2 separate regions of the Zea mays genome follow, and region 2 is linked to region 1. The links are chromatin contacts, called in public Hi-C maps. All regions are on one chromosome and are shown on one strand. The core of a region is the stretch at or near the end of the contact, and the rest is flanking DNA. Distances in the headings are between cores, read along the strand shown.

Region 1 (4,932 bases), core at 627-3,126:
TCATCCACATAACTATCCAGTCTTGGGTCGACGGCATCGGTGATGGAACCACCTTGCCATGCAGCAAGCACCCAGTCTGCTAGGGCCAGAGGCTCCCCATCGGTGGTGTTCACCCATATTGGCCGTATTGCACAGGTGACCTCCATCATCAACACGCCGAAGGCAAAGATGTCAGTTGCTTTGGTTGCCTTGCCAAGCCTGGCCAACTCGGGAGCAATGTAACCGTACGTACCTGCCACATGCGTGGTGTGAGCATCAGCACCATGATCATGGGATCTTGCAAGGCCAAAATCACCTAGCCTCGCATTCATCTCGCTATCGAGAAGGACATTGCTGGTCTTGATGTCCCGGTGGATGACAACCTGCTCCCAGTCCTCGTGGAGGTAGAAGAGACCAGATGCTATACCTATACCTTTGATGATGTGGAATCTTTGAGCCCAGCATAGATTGGTGTTGCCATGATCTTGAGTATGCAAATAGCAGTCAAGGCTTCCATTTGGCATGTAGTCGTAGACCAAAAGAAGATGTTGCTTATGGCTGCAATACCCAATCAGCTGCACCAGATTGCGGTGGCGAAGATGACCGAGGATGGTGATCTCGGCCATGAATTCCCTCATCCCTTGCCTTGACTCCGGCGACACTCGCTTAATAGCAGCTATCTGCTTAGAGATAGGCATCACTCCTTTGTACACACTCCCAAAGCCTCCTCTACCAAGAAGCATCTTGTCCTTGAATCCATGAGTGGCGGCCAACAATTCTTTGTAGGTGAAAGATGGAGGCCCATACTCCCTCTGCCAGTCTAGTTCAGCTCTTTCTTGTGATCGCCTCTTCATGTGGACCTTAACAAGAACAGCAGAAACAAGTACGAAAATTGCAACGATCGGTAAGAGAATTTTGCATATCAGAACCTTGTAGCTGCCTGGGTGATCGCTAGTTGGAACTTGTTGTGCGAGTTCTTGGATAGTCTTGACAGATAAGGCGGAGTAGTTGAGTGATGCAGCTTCTCCGTTGAGCTTGAAGCTCCAGCCAAGAACGTAATGCTTGCAGTTAAGTGTGCCAGTCGCGGAGGAAAACCCAGCGTATACTGTTGCGGTTGGCAAAATAGAGGAAAGATTGAATATAGTCGAGAGCAGTGGCCTGCTGGGTTTGGTGGACGACATGAAGTAAGGTGCTATTGTGACATTCAACATGATATGGTTGCTGTCATAGTCCACCCACACCTGCATCGGTTTTCTACTTATAAGTTTCAGCGGATGAAACTCTCCATTGGAGGTGTAGTAGCCTGCAGTGTGTGAGGCAACGGAGGACAGGCTATTGATGTCGATCCCAATGTGGTTGTCGTTGATGTCATTGAACTGGGTGCTCTGTATGGTATCAAGCTCGATTGCAAGAAGATGATTTGATGAGTTACCATCATTCCATGAATTGAGAAGGCCTAGGTACTGGCTAGGCAAGGCAGTAAACAAATCATTGGTGGAAGAAAGCACAAAGGCAAGACCATGGCCACTCAAATCATCATATGGGCCGATGATGGCAAAGACAAAGGTTGTAGAGAAGGACAGAACGGCGGAGCTATTTGGGACGGCGGCACTTGTGAAATCGAGAGGGAAAGCATAGAAAGCGTGACCTCTCAATTCCTTCTGCCCGCTAGTGAGGCTCAAGAGGCCATTGGTGACAGAAGCAGCATCCATGGTTATTAGATCGTTGCCAGAGAAACCATCGAAGATGAACTCACCTGATCTATCATAAGCAGAGGCAGACAGCAGCAGAGGCACGAGGATGAGGAGGAGATACTGTAAAAAGCAAGGTTGATGCATGTTCATCACATCAGCTAGACAGACGAGGCCTGGTCTTCTCTGCAATATCGATGGATCGAGTCGAGTCACAGGAAGCTATTCAGCTAAATTAATAAAGAGTACTCTCTGGTGGTGAATTTTAATTCATAGGATTGTGTCGTTCTCTGCTCAACCGAGTGTAGGGCCCGAAGACTTGCACCAGGTCAAGCAAGTTTGCTGTATCGCCATCAGGATCTTTTAACAGTCGATGGTTGGAACGGACCGGCATCAGGTCAAGCTTTGCTATCGCAGCTAGGACCAGCAGACTGGTGTTTTCCAAGTGTAGTCAAAGTGCACAACGTGTAGGCGGGGCAGTGAAGGTTAGGAATTCCAGCCTAGCCCACCAGGCACCAGACAATTAAGGCATCACAGCACAAATTAGTGTAATGATTATTGTTTTAAGTCCACACAAATTACCTTACAGTTTCTCTACTGCAAGGTTCATGGGTTCACCATATATTCATATATGTACACTCTGTAGTGTTAGAATTGATTCCGTCAGTTGGCCCAACGGCTAACTATGACCTCGCATCCTAATCGGGGGTGTCCAGTCCAAGACGAGGTTAGTGGGTTCCTGTTACGTAGTCTATAAATAGAGTGGTGAGGGTTGATGGCTCGACACGAGGTTACGTCTCAATTCCCCATCTCAACCCTAGACCAATCTATAGGGAGGCTGATAGCAACGAGAAGCTCACCACTGACATCGAGCTCGCTTCTTTAACCATTGCTGCCCTAGCGCAGATCTGAACCGACAAACGTGACAGTGTCAAATATAAATAGAGGTCCGATCTATGTTTTTGATTAATTGATCTAGAGGTTAGGGTTCTTGGGGAAATCCAAAAGTTCTATCATGTATGAGACATGAAACGGTTTCATCAGCAATGTAGTACGGCTCTTAGCCTCTTACTCGTAGCCAGATGACGACGGATCACCACAGTTTTCTTAGCACCTAGTTCTTTTTAGAAAAATGTTATCCGACTAGCAGCAATGTTATTTTTTGTATTTTAGCCCTTTATCAGATTTAAAATCACGTTTAGACCTAAAAAAATTTTAAACTCAATTTTGGACCCTTAGCTCGGCGCCATAGCCTGTGGCGCCGAGCTAACACAGCTCGGCGCCACAGCCTATGGCGCCGAGCTATGACGTGGCAGCAACGGCTACTTGCGCCTAGGGCTTACCTGGCTCCGACGTGGTGGCGGCGCGGCCTCGTAGCTCGGCGCCACAGATCTTGGCGCCGAGCTACGAATTCCTATAAAAACGCCCGCGCGGCTGGCCGAGAGCAGCTCATTTCATCCCATTTCCAAACTTCGTCAAAATTTGCTGGATTCAAAGATTTGAGTTGGTTCACTTCGTAGACCAAGGTATGATGTCCAACTGATTCGTTTTGTATATTGGGTTGTTAGTTTAATAATTTGTATACACCTATTATATTATCATTTTGATTATTAGTTTGTGTAAACTTATTATAAAGCATAATAGGTACAAGTGATAATTATAATCGTTTATTAGATAAAAGACATGTACCGAGAGGCGTTGTGGCAGAAGAGAGGTCGTCCTCGGGAGTTATATCCGGACGTATCTAGTAAGGATGCTCCTGTTCCTCCTGAACTCCTCGTGCCTAACTGTGACTGTGGCAGACTGGCTTGGGTACATCTGTAGGAAACGGGTGACGCCTAAGAGGGGGGGTGAATTAGGACTCCTAAAACTTTTACTAAACTAGGCCACAAATAAATCCCTAGAGCAAAACCTATGCAAATAATCAAAACTAGAATGTGCAAACTCGATTTTGTCTCAGTGTTGCTATCTCTACCGCAAAGGCTAAGTTTCAATCTACACTAAATAAGTATGACAATAAGATTGAAACTTAAATGCTTAATATAAATGCGGAATGTAAAGAGCTAAGTAGAGAAGCAAACTCTCGTGGAAGACGCCGGTATTTTTACCGAGGTATCCGGAACCACGCAAGGTTCCGACTAATCCTCGTTGGTGCCCCTACGCAAAGGGAAGCCCACGCGAGGGCCAAGCACCACGGTCAAGTAACTCCGTAGAGAGCCACGGGCCTTCTCCACGCGCAAGTGGTGCTCCGCTTCCGGCTCCTCTCGGACGCTCCCTGCCGTCTCCACTATCGAGCTTCCGGCCGAAACGCCGCGGGCCTCGTTCCCTCCGGTACACGGTGGCGGCCGTGACACAAACGCGGTTGTCACGGTCTCGCAAGACTCTCGCCCCACTCGGTACAATTACAACGACTCACGCAAGAGCCGAGGGGTTGTGTGGTTTTACAAAACTCACTCAACTAACTAGGGTTCACCTAGAGCAAGCGCTAAAGCGGTCTAACTAACCTAAGCACTTCGCAAAGCACCTACGCTAATCACCGAGTGATTCTATTAAGCACTTGGGTGTTTGAGCTCTTGGAAATATGCACTATGTGTCTTGGTATGTTGCTTGGGCTCTCACACTTGAGAATGGCCGGTTGGGGGTGTATTTATAGCCCCCAACACAATTGTAGCCGTTGGAGAAAAGTTGCTGCTCTCTGCGGCACACCGAACAGTCCGGTGTGCACCGGACAGTCCGGTGGTGCACCGGACAGCGCACTGTAGCCTGTCCGGTGCGCCTAGCCGTTGCCTGTCCGACTCCTGTCAGAGCAGGTGACCGTTGGCGCCGCAGGCTCCGGGTGCCACCTGGAACTAGCCGTTGGGCTGCAGTTCCCAGGTGCACCGAACAGTCTGGTGTGTGGGCACCGGACAGTCCGGTGTGCCACCGGACAGTCCGGTGCTCCACGCACAGACAGTCCGCAGGCAGCACACGCCTCCTTTCTTGAACTTTTCTTGATCTTCTTAATGTCTTCTTTTGAGGTGTTGCTTTCCTCAATTCCTTAGTCCAAGTAGTTCTTGCATCCTGTGAACTACAAACATAAACACTAGGAAACTTGTTAGTCCACAGATTGTGTTAATCATCAAACACCAAAACTTACTTAGCCAAATGGCCCGGGGTCCATTTTCCTTACAATCTCCCCCTTTTTGGTGATTGATGACAACACAACCAAAGCAAGCAAATAATTCAAGTATTTGAATATAAAAATGCAATCTACTTGCTAGGA
Region 2 (4,932 bases), core at 883-3,382, 86 kb before region 1:
CCGTTATGCTGCCACCACATCATGCTCACGATTTCTGCCCGATTGTCGCTCGAGCTTCGACTACCAGAGAGTTGGGGCCGCGACACAACATGTGCCATCAACTCAGCCTTGGTCAGGTTTAGGCTAACTAAGGCTCCACCGCTTTAGTGAGTTTTTTTGGCGTTGCCAAACTACACCACTATGATACACACAATTACAAAGGGTCAAAAGGAAACTATCCATCAGCTATCAATTAGCTAAGAAAGGGAACTAATCAATGATCAACCAGCTAAGAAAAAACTAATCAATCAGCTATCAAATAGCTAAGAGATGAAACCAACCAATCAACTAAGAAGGAAACGAATAAACCCAGCTGGATTATGCAACATGATTGATCTTCGCTATGTGACTTCAGAGCTTTAGTTGGTTTATTTTTTCACAAAGGTGTAGACCAGATCTCAGCATAGGTTTTATCTCTCCAAACTGTGTTTGATGATGATCCACCTTGAGTTCGAGGGGAGGTGTTGGATGGCTATGCATGTGTCCTTATCGCGTTCGTCCTCATATATAGAATCCTTGTTGTATAGGGGGTCTCTATCCTGTATCGCTGTATATATTCGGGCCTAGTGCCCCCATATTATAATAGCTCTTTTCATTTAAGATGATCCCTTGAGAAAATAGGGTATCCTAGGAATTGACAGTTTGTGAGATAAAGTAAATGACGCATATAATCCTCTTTTAATTGTAGAGAGAGATTGGGATTACCATATTTGAGTTGGTTATAGGCATTAATGCTGCCTTTTTAAACTAGAATGTTTTTGTATGTGTGGGTGGAGGCGGTGGTATTTCACCTATAATCTCTTATAATTTTGGACAAATTATGAATGCTTGATGCCTTATATTTCAGGATAGAGACAGGAATATATTTTATAAATATTTCTAGAGAAATTTTTTAAAAAAGATTGACCTAGGACAAACTTAGACTTATATTTGTGATTGGAGGAATTTAGTACTTCAATATCTACACTAATCTTACATAGTTCATTCATAAATAGTAACTCTTAGTATCCTTTCAGGATGAGTTGTTTTTAGCAACAGGTGCCAGTTTACCGTAAGCATATGACAGTGGTCTGATGGAAGCTACTCATAGGGCAGGAATTGGAAAGGATAACATAAATTCAGTATCTTCTAATGCATGGATACAATGATCTGAAACAAAATGGCCAGGAAATAACTTAAATGAGAGAAACTAATTGAAATCATGATTGCTACTGCACCATGCAATGTTTTCCTGACCTGCCTTGTATTGCAGGCGTTGGACCGGGCGAAGTCTGATGCTGAGAAGTTGAAGAAGTTGGTACACGGTGGATCTTTCAAAAGACTGGTTTGTACTCCTTGCAAAATAGCTGTCGTTTTCTCATATACTATCTTATCGACCATTGATTCATACCATCCTCGCAGAGCCTGAAGAACGAGGGGGACTCGCGTTTCTGAAGGGAATTGGCAAATGTTGTTGTTTTCCATTTGGCTAATGACTTCTGTTGTGGGAAGCTTACTTCCGTTCAGTTTTGGGAGCGAAGGCTCGGAACCGGTTAAATCCATGCCATTGAATTTTAATGTAAATTCGCGTTGCTTTTACATATTTACTAGCCTGAAATCTCTCGGCGTATCAGTTCCATGACACATCGCCTTTGCAACCGGAGAGCCTGCTGCCTGCATCTTGGTGCAAGTAGTTTGTTTTTGCCATGAGATGTCTGAGTCTGATCTTTTTTGGCATTAATAAATGTGTTGTTCTTGGATCACATGATGTAGTAGGGAGTTGAGGCTTGGTTGAATCACATGACCACTCACGGTCACGGTACAGCATCGGCTGAGTTATGTCGAGCAGCCGCATTCATTTTTTTATAAGCTTGATGGTGTATTGTTTTATAAGCTTCGGCTGAGTTACGCTCGAACCACGGTCCTCCCGCTGCCAATCCATGGCATTGTTTATGTTTTATACTGGATAGATATTTTAAATATTAGGTTACATACAAGATAGAGATTATAGCTATATATATATCAATCATTTTTTTTAAAAATATATATAATCACTATAGACCGTGAAGGTGGTATGGTTATTTTGCCGGGCCATGGTATTGTTAAATGGGCCATGTCTCGGATCAATCTGTTAGACATGACTTATTTAGCCATATATAATACAATGCCTTATTTCTCACTATCTCTGATTTCACGAGCATAGAAGAAAAATGATAAAAAAACCTCATCTCATCTCACCACATCCGGTTTAGATCGTGTTTAGATAAATATCATATTTAAATAAAGTCTATCTATATAGAAACCATATCAGACCACTAACTAATATATAAGAGACCTATATGATAGGTAAAAACAACACGTGCACTAACTAATAACTACTACCCCGTTCACAAATATATGATACCGTTGATTTTTTTTTAAAAAACTTTAACCACTCGTCTCATTCAAAATATTTTTTTAAAAATATAAAATTTTAAGTCAAACACAAACTGCCTTAAGTGATAAAAAATCACAAAAAATAAATTATAACTCTTTTTTGAATAAAACGAGTGGTCAATTTTTTTAGAAAAAGTCAACGATTTAATATATTTATAAACGGATGGAATATATGAGAGATCAATATAGGACTTTAATGTGTGAGCACAGATCAAAACTGCGATTACCAATATGTGGACGTAGCCAACACATCTCTACTACTCTATAAGAACCTAACGTAGACCATGGTGCACGGTTCTGCCCATAGCCCCACCACCAGCACTCCCACGCGCATCTCCCCTCTAACTCTGCCTCCTAGGGCCTGTTTGTTTACCCCCCAGATTATATAATCTGGATTAAATAATCCTCAGAGGCAAACAAACAATCTAGCTTATTTGCCCAGATTATATAATCTAACCCCTTGGATTATGATAATCCATAAGCAAGTGAGGAGGTGCTTATTTCAGATTATTTTTTTCCCACTTCCCCACTACCCTTTCAAGTTTCCTAGAAATTACCCACCATTGCCATTATAATCTACCAAATCGTTTTTGCGCCTATCGGATCGGAGAAGCCCGCCGCCCAACAGAAACACGCCAGATAAACTGGGTAAACAAACAGGACTACTCAGATTATATAATCCAAATTATATAATCTAGATTATATAATCCTCCAAAAATAATCCAGATTATATAATCCATTGGGGTAAACAAACAGGCCCCTAGGCCCCCCTCTCCTAGGGCACGTCTCTCGACCTCCAGCTTAGACCCTCAACCCAGTTCCCGTGCACGCGTTCCCAACCCCAGCCCATGCGTCGGCACCGCTCCCCTCAGCGCTGCTCCCCTCGCCTCGGCAACCCTCCCCCATGGCCCCATCGGCGCTGCTCCCCCCTGCATTAACAACATCTAGTCAGTGGTTGTCTAGATCTGAGGCCTCCAAATGTGGATCCAGTCATACCTTCTCCAGATCTGTTGTCCTCTCACCTAGGTGGGCTTCGTCTTGCCACTAGTCTCCTCCTCGGGCTCGTCGGTGCAGCCGCGGTGGGCGCGACTTGCGGCGTGCAGAAGAAGCGGAGGCTCGGCTGGTGTTGGTACTAGAGGAGGAGGAGGCGAGTTCTTAAAAGATGATGGAGGGGAGATAGACTAGGACCACCAACATCTGCACGAGGTGGTGAATGGGTTCCCTAGGAGCTTCTCCATCGGCTGGCGTTTCAGCTCCCGCAAGTCGCACTCGGAAGTGGATTTCATTTACCCTTTCTCCTCAGGGTGGCCCTCGATCTAGAGACAACGTCTATCTCCAGCGAGAGCGATACCGTTGAGGCGCCTATCCGCTCCGGACACAACGTCCGCAGTGATGGGCAACCTCCAGGGCCTGAACGGTGCCACCGTAGGCTTCTCGGTGGCCGGCAGCACGGAGGAGGCGACTGAAGAGGAGGACATGCGGGACTGCGAGGGATGCGCTCGCCGATGGCCAAAGTCGGGGCTGAGGCGCTGAGCTGGGGCTGTGCACGGCCGAGAAGATGGAGGCGAGGCGAGTCACTCCATCACGCTGTGCATATCACCAAGGCGTGGCCTCCCAATCTCGGTAACCACCATCCCCTCCTATTCAACGTGAACTCGCCTCAATCAGATCGCTTACGCTGATCAGTGAATTAAAATCTTGGAGATAGGCTGGACGAGGTAGCTATATTCCTATATGTCACATGCATTACTCTTTGCTAGGCTTTGGTTTTGGATGTCCAGGATAATGTAAGTGCAAAATAACCCAGGCCATAAACCGAGTCAATTGTGATGTGGAGAACTGAAGAAGTTGTCTGCATGCACGGATTGAGGCCAAGCCATTCTTTGTTTGCGAATTGCAAGGAGAAACAGGTCAATGCTGCTCGATGTCAATTGCGGTTGGCGCATGCATGTATCTTTCCTACAGGTCTACAGTTGCATGCAATGCAAACTGGGCGTCTGTAGAGCATTAGGTATGCATGTAGAAGGAAAGTTCTAATGCGATGGTGGTAATGTGATGCATGGTCAAGGAGAGTAAGGTTTAGTTGTTCGTTTCAGAGAATAAAAGTACCAGTAGCTGGAGGTTCATCCCTCCTGGGCAGGCAACGAGCTAACTAGATATGCACCCGACTTGGGTTAGTAAGTTTTAATTATTACCTTAACACAACATGATAGCACACATGATGATATTGTATAGTATTTTGGCAACAATGGTCTATTTAAACTCCACAGATTTATTAGAACTTGAGCTAGCACCTGTATGAGTCAAGGTAAGACCAATTTAATTAATTGGACAAGCCGACAAGCTAGCACTCTCCTGGAGCATAATCTAAATTGTGTACACCCTTGTTCAAACAATTAATATAGCTGACTGGTTTTTTAAATATTATCATTTAATAGAGCTTAGACTTTTCAACGAAGGTTATGGATTTGGCAGCAG

Evidence for each region. A called contact is a pair of places that touch in the nucleus more often than the background predicts.
Region 2: a Hi-C map of leaf shows a contact between it and region 1, with 3 times the contacts expected there. The contact joins the enhancer-like site here to the promoter of LOC103648246 in region 1. A contact is called at or near these places in 2 of 25 Hi-C or Micro-C datasets (ear and leaf).

The regions. Positions count from the first base shown.
Region 1 is chr2:239,236,879-239,241,810 of Zm-B73-REFERENCE-NAM-5.0, reverse strand. LOC103648246 (L-type lectin-domain containing receptor kinase SIT2) reads right to left here and starts at 1,876. Exons shown (of 1, transcript XM_008672733.2): 1 at 1-1,876. The coding sequence starts at 1,823.
Region 2 is chr2:239,323,626-239,328,557 of Zm-B73-REFERENCE-NAM-5.0, reverse strand. LOC100282664 reads left to right here. Exons shown (of 10, transcript NR_178051.1): 9 at 1,292-1,363; 10 at 1,441-1,934. Among protein-coding and RNA genes, the nearest start is that of LOC100282664, 12 kb to the left of the region's middle. Within about 2 kb of position 2,132, at least 10 of the 20 cell types and tissues checked have an H3K27ac peak or open chromatin away from gene starts, as enhancers often do. A contact at or near this core is called in ear and leaf, where this site is marked.